Linked DNA regions of Rattus norvegicus: region 2 is linked to region 1. Evidence: chromatin contacts called from public Hi-C data. All regions are on one chromosome and are shown on one strand. The core of a region is the stretch at or near the end of the contact, and the rest is flanking DNA. Distances in the headings are between cores, read along the strand shown. Region 1 has its middle 1.0 Mb from the start of Ntrk3. Region 2 overlaps Ntrk3 (neurotrophic receptor tyrosine kinase 3).

Evidence for each region. Hi-C and Micro-C count contacts between places; a contact is called where the count stands out from the background.
Region 2: a contact with region 1 is called in a Hi-C map of Schwann cells, with 4 times the contacts expected there. The contact joins two enhancer-like sites. A contact is called at or near these places in 1 of 12 Hi-C or Micro-C datasets (Schwann cells) and 1 of 1 datasets of contacts at active chromatin or transcription factors (oligodendrocytes).

Annotation. Positions count from the first base shown.
Region 1 is chr1:140,903,213-140,907,795 of GRCr8, forward strand. No RefSeq gene overlaps it. Among named protein-coding and RNA genes, the nearest start is that of Ntrk3, 1.0 Mb to the right of the region's middle. Within about 2 kb of position 2,574, at least 1 of the 93 cell types and tissues checked has an H3K27ac peak or open chromatin away from gene starts, as enhancers often do. A contact at or near this core is called in Schwann cells, where this site is marked.
Region 2 is chr1:141,902,196-141,906,778 of GRCr8, forward strand. The region is part of intron 1 of Ntrk3 (neurotrophic receptor tyrosine kinase 3); the gene reads right to left. Among named protein-coding and RNA genes, the nearest start is that of Ntrk3, 8.5 kb to the right of the region's middle. Within about 2 kb of position 2,191, at least 32 of the 93 cell types and tissues checked have an H3K27ac peak or open chromatin away from gene starts, as enhancers often do. A contact at or near this core is called in Schwann cells, where this site is marked.

The DNA of each region.
Region 1 (4,583 bases), core at 1,324-3,823:
AACCAACAGTAGAAATGAATATTCATGAAATCAGAACTAAAGTTTCATCTGGCATTGGAAAACTCATATCCTAAAGCAAATAGGCAAGGAATGGTAGAATAGGGGAGAGGTAGGCGGGGATAGAGGAAGTATGGATGGAGAAAGTCAAGAAGAAACAGAATAGAGGACTGACAAGAAAGCTAAGGAATGAAATATTAAGTAAAAAGAGGGAGGGCAGTAGCAGGGAGTAAGGAGAAATAAAGAACAGAAATAAAAGTCAAGGGAAAGATGGGCAAAGCATCTGTGCAAATGACCACAAGATTTTGTGTGTGTGTGTGTGTGTGCGTGTTTGAGACAGAGAGACAGAAAGACACAGAGAGAGAGACAGAGAGAGACAGAGAGAGAGAGAGAGAGAGACAGAGAGAGAGACAGAGAGAGAGAGAGAGAAGGAGGGTGATTCTGAATAGAAAAATTCATGAGCCAGAGTAATGGATGTTTAGAAAGTCCCTGTGGTTAAATGTGGCAGCTTTAAGTAACCATGGAGCAGGGGGCAACCCCCACTCACAGGCAAAGCCAATTGCCTCACTGTGATGGGAAATCATTAGTCACGTTAGTTAAAAATAATTTTTGTTTCAACTCTTAAAAAAGTCAGCTTGTCAGCTCTATGGAAAATTGAGCCTTCATATATTTTCATTTGGTTTCCTAATTAGTCATAATTCATTATTAAAAATGATAATTTTGTATAATGTAGTTGCTTTTGATTATGGTGCATTTATTATGGATTTACTTATAAGTAATGCAAAGTGTGCTTTTTTATAATGCTCAGCTAGAAGTGGGTACTTCCTTGGATCCTGCTGATCAATGGCAGGACAATTACAAGATGCTTGTGCTAGAACAGAAGAAACAAATGTTTCCAGGTTTGGATCACATGTTCTTCATATTTGAAACAAACAAGCTTTAAACTTCAGAACAAGAGAAAAAAAAAAACCTTTCTCAGTGCCACCTGTCATTCACCAGCTGTGTGACCACAGGTATCTGCATTCCATAACAGATCATGAAATCTCACAATTGAAATATAGGAACATGGACAGCAAAATTGCTTAGTACAGAAAAGCATTTGACATCAAGCCTAATGACCTGACTACCAAGAGTAGCATGATAGAAGAAGGATTACACTCCAACAGGTTGTCTTCTGAGCATGGTGTACATGCACATGTATGTGTTCACAAATACATATACACAAATATAGTTAATTAATTGATATAGTAAAAGAGAATAATTACCTTTATTTCATGGGCTATCAGAGGCTATGTACAAAATCTACACTTCTTGGTATTCAGGAGGTTGTAAACAAATGTTAGTGACTCAAACTCTTATTTGATGGGTAATGTATTTCTTCTAACTGATGTAGGCTCTGTTAATTGAAATTAATTGACACACTGAAGAAAAAGCTCAGCCAATACACTATTAGACCTGAAAGGCCATGAACATATGCATACACCATACACACATACATGCATACCCTCATATATAAAGACATACATACCCACCTACTCAAATAAAGGTATACCACAACCACCTACACACAATCTATTCTTGGAACGTTGAAATAATACAGTATTTTCCCCATATATCTCATTACCTCAGCTTCCTGTTAATATGATATATGCCATCCTAAAGAAATGGAGTGACTTTTCCAAGGTTACACAAAAGGGAAAATGGTTAAAGTCAGTCACATATCCAAATTGATTGTATTACACTAATATTAAAAGGGATCTTCATGCTTTCTGAAACACATAGCCCCTCTGTATAGTGCTGGTTGCCCATGGTAACAGACCATAGGCAAAAAGCACAAGCCCCTTTAGTATTCACTGATGTTTTCTCTGTTCTGTTCAGGGATCTCAAAACAAATCTCTTTATGTCAAATGAGGGCTTGGAACAAAGGCCTCATTGCAAATACCCACCCACTAAAACACTGGAGTAATCTAGAAGCTAAATAATACATCATACAATCTTGGTCCTCGGAGTCCTAAGAAGAATTTTGGAGAGCTTATTCTTCTTACCTTTTAACCCCAAACTGGTCCCAAACAGGATGAGAAGGAGCTGGAGAAATGAGCTGCATTCTGAGAGAATGCTCGATGGATACTGTTGTGATTGTCCTACCCTGCATAACTGCATGCATGGAACCTTACAGACAAGCAAAACCTAAAATAAAGGTAAATAAAAGAACACAGTTCTGATTCAATACAGAAGACAGCATGTCTTAATAGCACCCATCAACAGGAAAAGCCCATTCAATAATGCCAGCCAGAGGAGAAACCACTTAGGAAAGCAGCCACGTGGTGGATTAAAAAGCCTTTTTGTCAAATATAAAGGTCACTGAGGCAGTAAACTCCTTAAAGGGAAAGACAATGCATTCATGCTTGAGCAGCTCTGCCTGGAACACGACAGTGGCCATAGGAATGATAATACTGTCTGAGGAAAAAATGGACTTAGGGACATCATTTACAGACATAATGGTATAGAAACAGCCTGGATCTGAGAGAAACCAGCACAAGTTCTTCAACCACCCAGATGCCAACCAAGGACGAGTGTACTTGGCAATCTCTGGGAATGCTGTCAAGCCTTTTAGATGACCTTGCCTGAAGCTATGGTCTACTTGAACTTTTGGCTTCTAGTGAAATCATGCAGGTGAAAAGGTCCCAGGCAAAAGTTTCTGGAGTCACACAGAAAACCATGTCCTTTGTTTCCTTAGAGAAAAATGTCAACTCAGAAAAGTTTTGAAGGATGGACTCATGTACCCCATTGTGTTATGAACATATTAGTGAAAGAAAACAGAGCTGTTGTGGGTAGTCATGCTAACAAGGATCCACTACTGAGGGTGGTATGCAAGGCAACTGAATAATTCAAAGGAATTTGCTGGTGCATTAATTGTCCCTCCCAGTGAGCCTCTTTTCTTAGTTTTTATGTCATCACATCTCACTAGGATAGAGAAAGAGAATGCTAGTCTAGATCACTGGTTCTCAACCTGTGGATTGTGACCCATTTGCTTTCACGTATCAGATCTCCTGTGTGGCAGATTTTCACATTATGATTCAAAACTATCAAAATTACAGTTATGGCATAACAACAAAATGATTTTATGGTTGGGGGTCACCTCAACATGAGGAACTGTATTAAAACCTCAGAGCATTAAGATGGTTGAGAACCACTGCTCTAGATGAAAAGCCATCTATAGCAGAACCACTATACTCTAGCTCAGACACTTGCCTACTTAGAGAAGTATGCTCTAATACTCAGCCAAATCATGAATTAATCACTTACGATTTGGACCCCTGCCTTGTGCAGTTTCTGTGGATCTACCCTCTTTTCTCTATATACCACAAGATTAGTTTGAAGGCAGGTTCATTCATTCATGCCTGGGACAGAGCTGGGAATAGAGCTCAGTGATGGAGGGGTGGCCTAGCCTGAACAGGGCTCTGGGTTTCATCGAAGCATTGAAATAAAAGGAGAGAATGGAAAAAGGACAAAAAGAGGAGAGGGAAAAAGGTGCAAACAAAGACTCTGTCACTCACCATAGGTACTTGTGCAGTTTTTAATAATGCTACAAAGAAAGCAGTTTGCTTCTACTCTCAAGGACGTACCCTCATGTAATTATGTCAAATTACACTGATTGAATAAGGCAGGCCACATAAGCTAGATTATGGGATTTATTAGTTTGTCTAGTGTATAGAATTTGTCTGTGCTGAAAGAGTTGAAACAGGAATATATGCAAGCAGTACCTTCCTTGTCAGGGTCTATACATGTAAGGGACAGGAAAACCCTCCGGTTATTCCTAATAGCAAAAGCAATTTATCACAACAGGGAACAGGAACTCCTACAATGAATGTAGTGGATAAGAAAAGGAAAAAAGGGATTAAGGAGAATCTGGGGGTCAAGACAACAGGATTTATTTTTTTTTTTTTTTTATTAACTTGAGTATTTCTTATATACATTTCAAGTGTTATTCCCTTTCCCGGTTTCCGGGCAAAATCCCCCTCCCCCCTCCCCTTCCTTATGGGTGTTCCCCTCCCAACCTTCCCCCCATTGCCGCCCTCCCCCCATAGTCTAGTTCACTGGGGGTTCAGTCTTAGCAGGACCCAGGGCTTCCCCAACAGGATTTATTTTTAAAAAAGTTCTGAGGCTGCTAGCAAAAAAAAGAACAACAAGAGTAACAAATCAATAAGAGTAACTAATCAATTGTCACGAGAGGAAGACATTGCTTTTGAATATGCTTGGCCCAGGGAGTGGATTTATTAGGAGGTGTGGCTTTGTTGGAGTAGGGGTGGCCTTTTTGGAGGAAGTGTGTCAGTGTGGGAGTGGGCTGAGGGAGCTTCCTCTTAGCTGCCTGAGAATGCTAGTCTTCTCCTGTTTGCCTTCAGAACAGGAAGTCCAACTCTCAGCTCCTCCAGTGCCATGACGCCCTGGATACTGACATGCTTCCTGCCATGATAACAATGGACTGAATCTCAGAACCTATAAGCCAGGTCAATTAAATACTGTCCTTTATAAAAGTGGCCTTGATCGTGGTGACACATCACAACAAGAAAACCCTAACTCAGCCA
Region 2 (4,583 bases), core at 941-3,440, 1.0 Mb after region 1:
GCTGGTTGGCCATGACCTCAGAGTTGCTGGTGTCTGGGAAGAGACCAGGTGCAGTAGACTTCTCTCAACAGAGCAATCATAATAGGCTTCATAGCACCTACAGCAGAAATCGTGGTCTAGTGCCCTCTTGTGGCTTAACATGGAACTGAAGCGAATATACTTGATTGGTATGGTTGGGCTGAAGGAATTCAGAGTTGCTCCCTACCACAATGAAGACCTAAACTCTTCCTGCTAGGGCAAGTCCTGGAGTCCTCTCTGTGGCTAGCAAGCTAATTTGATTACAGTAACCAAAATGGAACCCACTAGTGAATGCCAAATGATATGGGGCAAGGATAGCAATGAAGCCATGTGGGACAATACTGGCAGAGGCTAGGTACTCCAAACTTAACCTGGTCAAAGGTTTCTGTCATCCAAAATCCTGGTGCTGGAGATGGGGAAGGCTTTGCCTGGAGCACTCTGACACTTGGTAGGCCAGCATATGGTAAGAACCATATGTTCCCTGTCCAGGTGACAGACAAATGCTTCTGCTACTTAGTCCCCTCCACCCCCTAAACATACACCATGGTGGCTCTCCTACTGCCTCCCGCAGCTAGTTCTAGGTGCTGGCTACTCTCACAACATCCTTTAATCCTTATCTCCCAGAGCCTCTGGATCGTTACTGTTCCCCACCTCCTACAAGCTCCACACACCAGTCAGACTCTGGGTACCCATCCCAGGAAAGGCACCTCACGGCCCAACTGACCCAATTTCTGTCACAGAGCTATTGAGGAACTTGGCTGGGTCCAAAGACAACAGAGGCAGGAAAGTCCAAATCTCCTGAAGCCACAATGAGCTGCCTCTCAGAGAAAAGAACAGCAGAAATGCTGGGGGCATGGGAACTCTTCTAACAGAACCCCCTAAGAGGAGAGGAATCTGTGGGAAATACCAGAAGTGGGAAGAACAGACGAAGGGCATGGAAATACCCTTGCTTGTGAAGATGCCAGTCTGGGATGCTCTGACAGGAAGAGGAAGAAAAACAGCCTTCAGAGCCTTACACGTCCTCACTGCAATCTTACAAGCAACAATGGGCTCTTCTTTATCAGCACCGTTTTCATATAAGGAAACAAAGGGCCAAAGAGGAAAAATAAAATAAAATAGCCAGTCCAGGTTACCACAGAGAAGTGGCAAGGTCATAATCAGAAACGCCACGTTGTCATTGCCCTGTGTACAAGGTTATTCGTGCAAAGGGTTCAGCTCACTCGGAGTGCTGTAAATGCTCAACCCGCTCCTGCTTTTCAGTGGCTTGGCCTTGAAAAATTACTCAAAAAGAAACTGGTGGGCAGAGATGGCTCATTAGAAAGAGGGCTTTGCCTGTATCCCTGGGCCAGGCAGCTGTGAGCTATCCTAGGCCCTCATGCTCAGCACAGAGCAGATGATCGAGCTTCCAAGTGCTGGTAACAAGTCCATGGGACTGGAGAGCACAAGAAATCGAACATCCTGCTCAAATCTGCCTAGAACAGAGGAGGACCAATGAGTCTCACAGCAGGCAACCGCTAACCTGATGACCTGTTAGCAAGACGTTTTCATACCCACTGGTGCACATTCCCCCAAGGTCTGGAGGGGTTAACACAAACCACCAAGCTCCCCACCTCTAGAAAGAACCAGACTGCCGCTTTTACTGAGCACCTACTTGGCATTCTGTAGTTGTCAAGCTTGAATTGGAGGGCAGGAAGGTAAAAGCTATTCTCGCGCTCTGACCAGCAGATTCAACAGCCTGAGCAAACGGTATGTGTAAAGCTCACTTCTTCCAAGACCCTGATTCCAGTGTCACTACTAACTTTCTGTGTCCTATCAAGCCTGGGATTTTCCTGGACAGGAACATATGTCCCTTTAGTTCGTTTCCAGTGTTTAAGCCAAAACTATGCTCCCTCCTGCTGCTTCTGAGACTGAGATGAGGGAGAAGAGGATGTTCCCTCCATCATAGGCTCCCTACAGCTTCCTCCCAGGGAGCCGGCTAAGCCAAAATACCCAGGTTGGGAGCCTCACATCCCCAGACCACACAAATAGAACGAGAGTAGAGCCGGCTCTACAGAGCAGCCCTCCCAGCCAGAAGCTTAGCCCTGACTCCTGGCAGGCTCCAAAAGCCCAGGCTGGCAATCGACCTGCCACTACCCCAGCTCCAGCTCTCTCTGGGTGAAACCACCAAGAATCGACGCGTGCATCATGCTGCCCTCTGGTGGCCACCAGGAGTCTACACACAGACGATCTCGGCAAGCAATAAGCCAGCGGCTTTAAGGTTTGTTTACAGCAACCTCAGACGTAATGTGCAGGGAACACTGAGGAGAGGCACTTGTGCGTGTATAAAGACGCCCCCAGATACGCACGCACAGCACAATGTACTGCTTCAGGAAGCCTGCATTAGGACTTCGAGTCTCACATAGCTCACCGCTCCCTTCTCTCTCTCCAGGGAATCTCACGAATCTTTCCTGCCCCTGCAATCCCTAAGCCTCTGGTGCAGACACAAAAGGGCAGTAGGAGGAGACCTAGAGAAGCAAGGCCCAGCATCCGTGTCTGCTTTGCGCTCCTAGCTTACTGGGCTGGGACATATCAATTCATCTGTCTGCCAAGTTCTTCCTCTGAAAAATTGGATCTAGTCCAAATGATTCTCCACCTCCTTTTCCTGATTTATGGCTCAAAGTCTTGATCTTTTTCCTAATTCAAGTCCTCTCAGTCATCCAGAAATGGAAACAGCTAACATGGCAATAGATGCTTCACAGGGCCTGTGAAGGAGGAGGTCAGTCATCACTTAATCACTTAATACCCTGAGACCCTGCGCGAAAGGATGAGTTAGCTAACCCCACTGCAAGAGTAGAAACTGGGGCCAGCGAGGTTCTATGATGTAGCAAGTTCATACAATCATGGGGCAATGGCAATAGGGCTTGCCCAGCAATGTTTTTGCAGGACCCTCAAGCTGTCTCCATGGGGACAGTGGTTGTCATCTCTCATGGTCATGGCTTATTACTAGAGGAGAGAGATGATACATCTATGGGCAAAAAGCACGGAAAGTCTAGGGAGAGGAAAGGACTGGAGGAAGTGAAGACCACTGATTCACAGAGACAGTAACATGGAGGCCTAATAACACCTAGAACTCCCCACTCAGGAATCATACTCCCAATGTCAGCTGCCAACTAGAACTGACCAGCTCTTCAGATTCCCACACACCTTCTGCTTGCATCCAAAGACAGTTCTGATATCCTAAAGCTCTAAGAGAAGTTACCTAGCCCTCTCCTCTCCTATCCAGTTTCTCTCTGTTCATGAACATCAGGAACATTGGCCTCATAATCAGGCTTCAAACCAGAGAGGGGATGTCGACCTCACAGTAAGCAGCTTCCAGAGTCCCTGCCAGACTCTGCTTGCACATGGGCTACTGTGGAGTCCGGAGACCTCAGAGGCCAGGACAATGTAGGGGAAGCCAAGGGTGCCTGGGAAAAAGGTGGGGCACAGCCTCCAGGAAGGTCAGTACTTTGGGAACAGAGGAGGGAGAGAGAGAGAGAGATCATAGCCTCCGTCTCCATTAGAGGTCTGTCTGAGGCTCTGTTGCTCCATAAACACCACCCTCACAAACATCCTACCAGTCTTCCTTGCGATACCAGCCAGGGTGTTCTCACTAAGCAAGCTAGAAGGGTATGAAGTAAAGCCTTGAGAGCCTCCTTGACTCCGTGTCCAGCCTCTTATTTTACTATTAACTTATAATAGTAATATATTCACCTACATGTATATCTAGGCATATGATCGTATACATTATGTGTCCGTATCATCCAGAAGGATAAAGACAATCACCTTAATATTTAAATGCCAGAATGTTTTAAAATGCCAGACTGTATGAAGTCAAGGTCCTTCTTAGACTCAGCTTCCCCATCTGTAAACAGGACTAGTTTATATTTAATTCATAGGGTTGGAGCAGTGTCTGGTATACAGTTAAGTGTTGAATAAATGATACTTATAGTCATTTATCTGGTCTTTACAATAACCAGTTTTCTAGTACTTAGTACTGTGATCAGTTTACTGAGCACACGGCAGAGCTGACTCTTATTAGTAGTGACCACATGTTGACGGTTTTCTCTTCGCCGGGCTGTGGCGTGGACACTGTTTTAACAGTGCTCTCCTATGTTACTTATCTCTGCCTCACAGATAAGGAACTCAAGGCCCATGGCAGCAAAGGGATTTGTCCACAACTAGAGAGAAGCCAGGCCGGAAAGAGCAGTGGGAGACAGAAATTGCCCAAATCTTCAAGTCTAATGATGTCTGCTTGGAGTTAGGATCCTAAATCTTCAACCACCCTAAACCACACGAGCCTTTGTGGTGGTACAAGCCAAGCAGAGTCACCAAAGGCAGAAGTTGAAGCCAGGAGAAAGGACTCCCAGACCTGCTGAGTGCCCCGTTCCCCAGCCATCCGTGTAAATAGCTCAGCAGAGCGCTCCTTGAGTTTATTCCTAATTGGCGTAGGCTGCAGGCTCCAAGGAGCCCCAGGGCTGCCAGCTTTCACATAGTTGCTGCCTCTGGGGACCCTGAATTTGGAAACATTGCCCCAGTGGGAGACACGG